Linked DNA regions of Bombyx mori: region 1 is linked to region 2. A link is a contact called in public Hi-C data. All regions are on one chromosome and are shown on one strand. Each heading gives the region's core, a stretch centred on a gene start, on an enhancer-like site or on the middle of the called end of the contact. The rest is flanking DNA. Distances are from core to core; before and after follow the strand shown. Region 1 holds the start of LOC101735520 (alpha-tocopherol transfer protein-like). Region 2 overlaps LOC101742987 (FYVE, RhoGEF and PH domain-containing protein 3).

The links. A called contact is a pair of places that touch in the nucleus more often than the background predicts.
Region 1: a contact with region 2 is called in a Hi-C map of whole pupa, with 4 times the contacts expected there. The contact joins the promoter of LOC101735520 here to the enhancer-like site in region 2. A contact is called at or near these places in 3 of 7 Hi-C or Micro-C datasets (midgut, posterior silk gland and whole pupa).

Annotation. Positions count from the first base shown.
Region 1 is chr4:7,305,692-7,309,709 of ASM3026992v2, forward strand. LOC101735520 (alpha-tocopherol transfer protein-like) reads right to left here and starts at 1,628. Exons shown (of 7, transcript XM_038010507.2): 1 at 1,614-1,628; 2 at 1,324-1,443.
Region 2 is chr4:7,272,155-7,276,541 of ASM3026992v2, forward strand. It overlaps LOC101742987 (FYVE, RhoGEF and PH domain-containing protein 3), which reads right to left. Exons shown (of 8, transcript XM_038021893.2): 5 at 3,555-3,695. Among protein-coding and RNA genes, the nearest start is that of LOC134198753, 8.8 kb to the left of the region's middle. Within about 2 kb of position 1,852, at least 3 of the 8 cell types and tissues checked have open chromatin away from gene starts, as enhancers often do.

The DNA of each region.
Region 1 (4,018 bases), core at 378-2,877, 33 kb after region 2:
CACATCATGTATAGTTTGCAATTCAGCAACGATTAAAAATGGAATTGAAGAACATGTTTTTGAGGAAGCTGCTGGGTTTTTACACTTCGATGCTTCACTCCGAGACACTGTCAGATTTTCAGAATGAAAATAAACTATATTCATATGTTTTTCTTTTTCAATATACAGACTGATAAATATATAATACAGACTGATAAGCAAATATAATTTAAGATATCACGATTAGAACAGTGTGCTTAGTGGAAGAAGGACATGTTATAGCGCTCAGGAAGCACCGTAGAGGGGAGTTCGTTCCAGAGTCGGAAGGTACGCGGCAGAAGATGTTCTGTGTACTCAGTGCGAGTTTTTTAACGTTCTCGACAGCGTAAAAGTTGATATTATATGATATGAACTAACTTTTAGGCTATCGAGAACGTTAAAAAACTCGCACTAAGCACACAGAATAGAATAATTGTTAGAGTTGATGCCGTTAACACCTTTTCGACATCGGCCAACCCACCATTCGAACAGAGCTCATCCCCATTACATTACCATAAAATGAATACCGAGCACTCCCGAAGCTTCTAAAATGTTTTTAATGGTATGAAATTGCATGGTTAAACGTTGATATTCACTTAACTAAAATCAGTTAATACTCTTAAATAGTAATTGTATTATCTATGGTTACTACAGAAATATCTGAACACATAAAGATATTTAAATAGCGCCACCTATGTAAATGGTTGGAACTATAACAAAATTTAAGCGAAACGGTTTCAAGATTGGCTTGAACCAGTTTTCATAGTTTTTCAATAGATGTCACTAATGTCGAATATAAGAAAATTGACTCCTGATTTTAAAACTTCAATGACATAGAAGTTAGTCCTAGCAGCAAACAATAATTACAATTCTCTTGGTACGTTAATATTAATTTAAAATTTGAAAATTTAAAGAACACTATACTAAGCAATTCAATACATTATTTTTTTTAGACAATCTATTCTAACATTCGCTATTTCGATCTGAACATGTATCTAGTTAACGATATTGTTGTTAACCTTGGCCCTCAAACTTCACGGATAACTACAAATTGTACTCATATACATAGTGATTGTTTTATCTAAAAAATGCGTAAAATAAGTATTCTGTACAGTATATTCTTAAAACAAGTTTTATCTGGTTGTATTTAGATATAGAGACGATTTAGTAGATAAAGATTTTCAGCATTGAGTCACGCGTCGTCTATCGCGCGTTTTATCAGTGCCTCGTGAAAAAATTATTCAAGCATAAAAATCCTTCTGTTTTTTTACTAAAAATATTTGCTATAACATTGTATGAACTTACAGATTATTTCTGATTTTAGTTGCGGGTGTTCGTTTAGCCATTCTCTCAGTTCATTGAAATTCGAAACTAGTGTTTCTGGATTCTCATTAATCTCTTCCCTCGCTTTCTTACGAAGAGCATCTGATAAAGGACGTATCTCCATTAGAAAGGTATTTTGTGTGCTAAAAGTTAAAATAATAAATGATCAAATATAAATTGAAAACATTAAGTAACTCATAAGTAAAGAGGAGTATAAAATTAAATAGTAAAACTAATATTTAAACAATTGAAAACAATAATATTTTACTAACCTCTTTCAATCAGATTTTCATTTATCCATATGTTAATCGAATCACGTTATATCACCTTTGTATAAACTAATCTAATATTTAAATGACATACACATTTTAATTATGTACAAAACTTTAATTTGATAACAAATTTTAAATCACAAATAGGTCTGCAGATGTCTCTACAATACCGTTTACCGTAATAATATTATACGAATAAATTAGAAGCACAGATATAAAGTGGTCTATGAATTCTAAATAGCAACACTCAATTCTAGCGATTTATGTTATCTAACAGTGGGTTAGCTGCGTGTGTAACAATATAGCAAATAATAACACGCACACACACACACACACACACATGTACGTAGGACTCAAATTTGATAGGCAAGCAGGTTTAATGAAACATGGAATAATGTTGTAATTTTAGAAATATCCAAAATGTTTACTTAAATGTGATCTGTATGAAATAAATAACCTTCACAATGTTCTCATAACCTCAATATTTATAATCTCACCAGTGGATACACAGGCTATCTCTGCCTCGAAGCATTTGTGTATTTTAGATTGTGCCATTTAGGATCGCCGGCAACCGTAGTGGCGTATTATGCTCACAATTAAAACTGGGTACTTTTAAATCAAAATCGATTAAAAGACGTGTCTTCAAAATAAGCGTCGCAATGCCAAGTCGCAGTATCTCTGCAACGTTCCGGAATAATTGGAGTTCTTTGGGTGACAGTCATTTCAATTTCCGGAAGCTCTCGACAAAGCAATGTTTTACGTCTGGATAAAGACTTTCTTTACATAGGACACGTCCAACCTCGCATGAAACACTGTTTCCTCTCTGAGCCAGAGAAGCCAGATACTACGATTTGACTTCATATAGGAAGGATCATCTCGAACAAATTCCCTGCATCCCTGCATCGCCTTTTTACCATCACACCTCCCGCCACCGAAACAGAATTCATCAATACTATCTGGTACCGCTGCGTTCATCGACAGTTCATATCCAGTGCGCTTAGTGCGAATTTTTTAACGTTCTCGATAGCGTAAAAGTTAGCTCATATTTGTATGGAATGGGATCGTTTGCCTACGTTTGTCGTAAGGGGCACTGTTCCAATTGCATACAAAATTGGGTTAACTTTTACGCTATCCAGAACGTTTAAAATACTCGCACTAAGCACACAGAACATCTTCTACCGCGTACCTTTCGGCTCTGGAATGGACTTCCTTCTACGGTGCTTCCTGAGCGCTATGACATGTCCTTCTTCAAACGAGACGTTCGGAGAGTACTTAGCGGTATGCAGATGCATGGCTATGCCTCTACCATTGCTGATGTCGATGAGCGACGGTTACCATTCACCATCAGATGGGTCGTATGCTTACCGGCCCACGAAGACAATAAAAAATAGGAATAAAATTGAAACAAATAATTCATAAAACCGTCCGTTATATTACATGTCTAGCTTAATGTTAATCTAGAATATTTAAATGATAAATAAATAAATTAGTATTAATTATTAATAAGTATTTTAAGATAAATATTTTTTAAAACAACTCCGGCCATCACCAACGTCATAAATGTAATTATTTTTATCATATTCACTAATATCAAGTCCACTTAAAACTCTTCAGGAAGTCCGCTCCTGATGTAAAAACCAGTCCCTGTAGCTCTCCACCTTATTTTTCCAGTAGTCTGTGCAACAAATAAAATTACTAAAGTTCCTAAATTTACTCAAATTTCTAAAATATTTATAAATAATAAATAAATAAATAAATATTTAATAACAATCACGCCACGTTAACTGGTCCCGTGCTAAGTTCGTGAAGAACTTGTGTTACAGGTACCAGATAACGGAAATAAATGTAAGATTTTTATTATACACGTACATATATTTAATATACATCCATAACTCTGGAAAAGACATTTATATTTATCATACAAATATCTTCCCTTGGCGGGATTCGAACCCGCGACCCCCTTGTGTAGTGATCATGTCACTTACCTGTACTTACTACAAACACGCTTTCGTCATCCGTATTGTCACCGACAATCTCTCGGTGCCCTTGAAAAGGAACGGGTTTTTTTTTGTTTGGTAAACGATAAGCCGGCCGATCAAATTTATTTTGATTTCGAATACTTATCGAACGTGTTGCTTCGTTTACAATAACAAATATATTTACGGATAAAAAAAAAACCTATCAATTCTTGCACGCTGCCGTCAGTTCCTCCATATACCTCGGGGAGAATAGATTTCGGAAGATTTTCATAAATGTCTTCATAGTTGGAACCGCAACCTTGAATCTGAAACGTTGGTAAGTTTAAGCCAATTATCTGATGTAAGAATGTTGCATGGTCGATCTTGTTTTGACTTTCGATGAAGGTAATAAGATATTATGCTTTCTCAGTCTTCCCTCTGCTATAA
Region 2 (4,387 bases), core at 602-3,101:
ATGTTTTTTTCTTTTAAAATTGTTTTATTTCACCTATTGCCTTATTAAACTGTCGAATCTTATACCTTTAAAGAAACAATTCTTGTGTATATATAATCTGAATCTCGGAAACGGCTCCAACGATTTTCATAAAATTTAGTATACAGGGGATTTCGGGGGCGATAAATCGATCTAGCTACGATTTATTTTCAGAAAATGTTGTTTTATTCGTGTTTTCAATAATCAACTCTTCCCGACATCTATTGGCGAATAATAATACTATTTTTCTTAATTGAGGGCAACTAACCGCTTTAAAGACACAAGATGGCGTTATCAAAAAAAAAAAAAAACAAGCGGTCATCATCTAGTAGAATCCATGATATATGTATATTTTAATCATCCCATGATCTCAAGAACTCAAAGACGAGCTGTGTCGTGAAACAAAATACAAACAAATTCGATTGAACGTCTAAATTATTGGTGGCAGAGTACATTGTGAATCTATTTACCACAATTCGACTTATTTCCGGCGCGAAGCAATGATTGTTTGTTTTCTGAACTGCGTACAGAGTGAACTTTATTACAGTGCTATTAAGAACTCATGTCTTAAGTTTGATGGCGACAGTCACAATGTTTTTGCATGAGCTACCACTGAGTGGCATGTGTACCTTGATATCGTCTGCCCATCTACGGAATAATTTTTTTTTAGACATTAATTGAGCATTTCTATAATCTATTACGTCATATTATATGTAACTAGGCTGTTTTAAACAATACACACAGCACGCAGGATATGAATCGTCATCATCCTATCGACGACGCGCCGCCGCCGCAGTGGCGCGACGTCGCAGTTAAATGTTTCATTGTGTCATATCTGCTACTTCAAATGAACCATGAAGTGCATGTCGTTACTAAACACCATTTCTATCAGAGATAAAGAGTAAATAAATGCCAATTAAGTAATTTCTATGGCTATGAAACTTTCTGTTTTTTTTTTTTTTTTGTTATACTTCTTAACTAAGGCCCTCTTGCAGCCACCGGAGTTTATAGACGTCATAAAAATGCTGACGCAAATTAGAATGATGAATTGCATCGGTGTGAACAGGAACAGTGTGGTAGATTTTTGGCAGATTTCGGAGCTGCCCGATCTTAAGGTAATAAAAGGTAAACGAACTCCATAGAAATCACGTGAATATTGCCACCCGCCTTGTTTCAATTACTATTTTTTCGGGCCGGCCCTTACCTCATACGAGGTGTCCATGCCTAGGCAGAAACGGCTGTCACCACCCCCAAGCAATGGCTTATTTTGTCTTCCTACCAAAGCTGATAGCCTTGAGAGGCTACTTCAGCGTAACCTTACGTAGTAGGTGAGCTCACGGGGCTCAAACCGGATTGATGCTAACACTGACCCTAGCAAGAGCAGTGCTTCGCTGAATCTACCACCGGATCGGACACGCGACCCACTGAGAAGACCGGGCGAGAAACTCAGTGGGCATGGCTTATTACTTCGCGGCAGTAATATACAGAACTTCACGATACGACCTACCACCACTAAATACCCGTTACTTGATAAAAAAACCATCGAAATCCGACACAATAACTATTGCTTAATCCAAATGATTGCTCATAATATGATATTATATTCGTTGAATTTACATATGCCCGATCCCACTATATCATCCGTTTCTAGATAATTTATAATTCGAATTAAAAAAAAAAACGTTATATTTAAACAAGGATTTCCCCCTTCATCTTTTTTTTTAGGGAAATAACATTCTAATGGTCATAACTACATATAAAATTTACAATATAAACGTTCATACGACAATAGACTCTTATCATGCCCGACCATGTCGGCTCCAATTGTGCATAAATATTAAAACTAACCATTTTATTGTTATCAACATGTGAGTCATTGAATAACTATTCGGGAGCTTCGTAAATATCAATGCTTTTTTTTTTTTTTTTTTTAATGAAATAAAAACAAACAAAACTTCGGAACAACAATAAATTTTGACGATGAAAACAAATTGAAACGTAAAAACAAATTTTATCGCGGTTAAAAGAAAAGAACAGTCGTTACCTATATTGTTATGAAACTACTGTTCGAGAACTAAAGTTTTCTGTCGTTATATGACGGTCTCCCTGCAATGAAATCTAAAGCTCAAAACTAAAGTTCTCAAAACTATCGATATAAATGCCGTTAGGAAAACTATTACAGCTATAGACGGGGACAGACAAGCTCACAGCCCATCTGGTGTTAAGTTGTTAGTGGAACCCATTGTTACTGTACAACAGTAAGGAGTATTATAGCTTTGGGATGGTAGGAGAGACTGGTGATAGACTGTTGGGAGTGGGGTTTATTAGCAAAGACCCGAATGTCTCTGAAAATTCCTAACAGTCGAGGACAGCTAATCTGCTAGTGCATCTACTAATTAATCGGAATCGCTACCCGCGGATTAGATCTGGCGAGAAACTCAAATAATTGCTGTTAGGGGCTAAGCATCAGTTCAAACTCTTCAACGAGTTCTTCGAGTAAGTCAAGTAGGTCATTGTACTAGTATTCACGTTCGTAGCGATTGATTTACATTGCACGACAATATTCCTTCATTGTGGGTTTATTAGTGAACGCGCGATAGATAGACCTTTTTATCTATACATATAAATAAAATTGCAGTATCTGTTTGTAATATTGAAATAACTGCTTTTTACTACATGCATATGAATATATATACGTTATATACACCAAAATAACATTTTTTACAATTTTTGTCTGACTGTCTGTTTGTTTGTTCCGGCTTTGGAACGGCTGGACCGATTTTGACGGGACTTTCACTGACAGGTAGCTGATGATATAAAGAGTAACTTAGGCTACTTTTTTTAGGCTAGCTTCGCCCCGCGGCGTTACCCGCGGTACGACAATAACCGCGGGTAACATCGCGGGACTCAACTAAAATTTAATGTTTCCGAAGCGAAGCGAGCGCCGGTCGCTAGTAATACATATAATACCCTGCACTTTGACCTATCCCAATATTGTCTCGTTCAATTGATTAATCGTCTAGTAAATTTTTACATTATGTTATCTTTCTAGTATGAATATTCTTAAATATAATTGTAAATAGCCATGCTTTAACAAAAACCGACTTCAAATAGAAAAAAAAAGAAATTCCAAAACAAATTAATATATATACACTAAATACAATAATCATCGAAATCGGTTGGCATGATATTGAGTTATTGAGTTATTCATCTATTTGTCGCGCACGTACTTAATGCAAATTTAAGGCTTATATGGTTTTCTCGTGGATACCATTATCAAAACTGGACCACACGGGAAGCGTCAGCTTTCTAATAAAAAAAGAATCATTAAAATCGATTCACCCAGTCAAAAGTTATAGAGGTAACAAACATTAAAAAAATTACATACAGTCGAATTGAGAACCTCCTCCTTTTTTGAAGTCGGTTAAAAATAGAGCTCCTTTCGGGAGAACATACGTGCTACTAATTATTTTTGCCTGCTCAAAAACATTTGTCATATGGCGTATATGATGTGGTGATAAAATAAATTAACGTACCTTCCTATAGACAGCAGTGATGAGAACGAGTTTGTCAAAGAGGAATATCCTCATGAGCTGTCGCCAGCGCCGAGCCGTGTCCATAGCGTAGAACTCGTTCTGACGAAGCAGTCGACCTTGGTTCAGAAGGTTTAGGTAATGCTACAAAAATACCAATCGATCTATTATTGAACTCATAACATATTACTGGTGGTAGGACCTCTTGTGAGTCCGCACGGGTAGGTACCACCACCCTGCCTCTTTCTACCGTCAAGCAGTAATGCGTTTCGGTTTGAAGGGTCGGGCAGCCGTTGTAACTATACTGAGAACTTAGAACTTATATCTCAAGGTGGGTGGCGCATTTACGTTGTAGATGTCTATGGGCTCCAGTAACCACTTAACACCAGGTGGGCTGTGAGCTCGTCCACCCATGTAAGCAATAAAAAACAAAAAAAAAACTAATAACAGCATATCAGGTGATACATAGAATAATGTACCTACTTTCTTTTTTATTTATTTTCCAGTTACTCACTCCAATTAATGTGGCTATAACAATGAAAAATGAAATGAAAAAACAGAACAATGAGGGTCAGTTAAACCGAGGAAAAGCCAAATAGTTTTAGGTCCCAAAAACAAATTTAATGAGTAGGAACTTTTCATGTACCAATTAAAAACAAGTTTAATCGTAAAGTAATAATTACATTACATTTTAAATCTTTTCCAGTCGACAATTTAGAATCTATGAATATTTTGTCGATGTCTAAACTTTATTGATACCTACATGGATTTATTAGATGATACCTTATTAGGTATCCTCTATACCTACAGCTGCGAGCCAGTAATAACGCAAATTT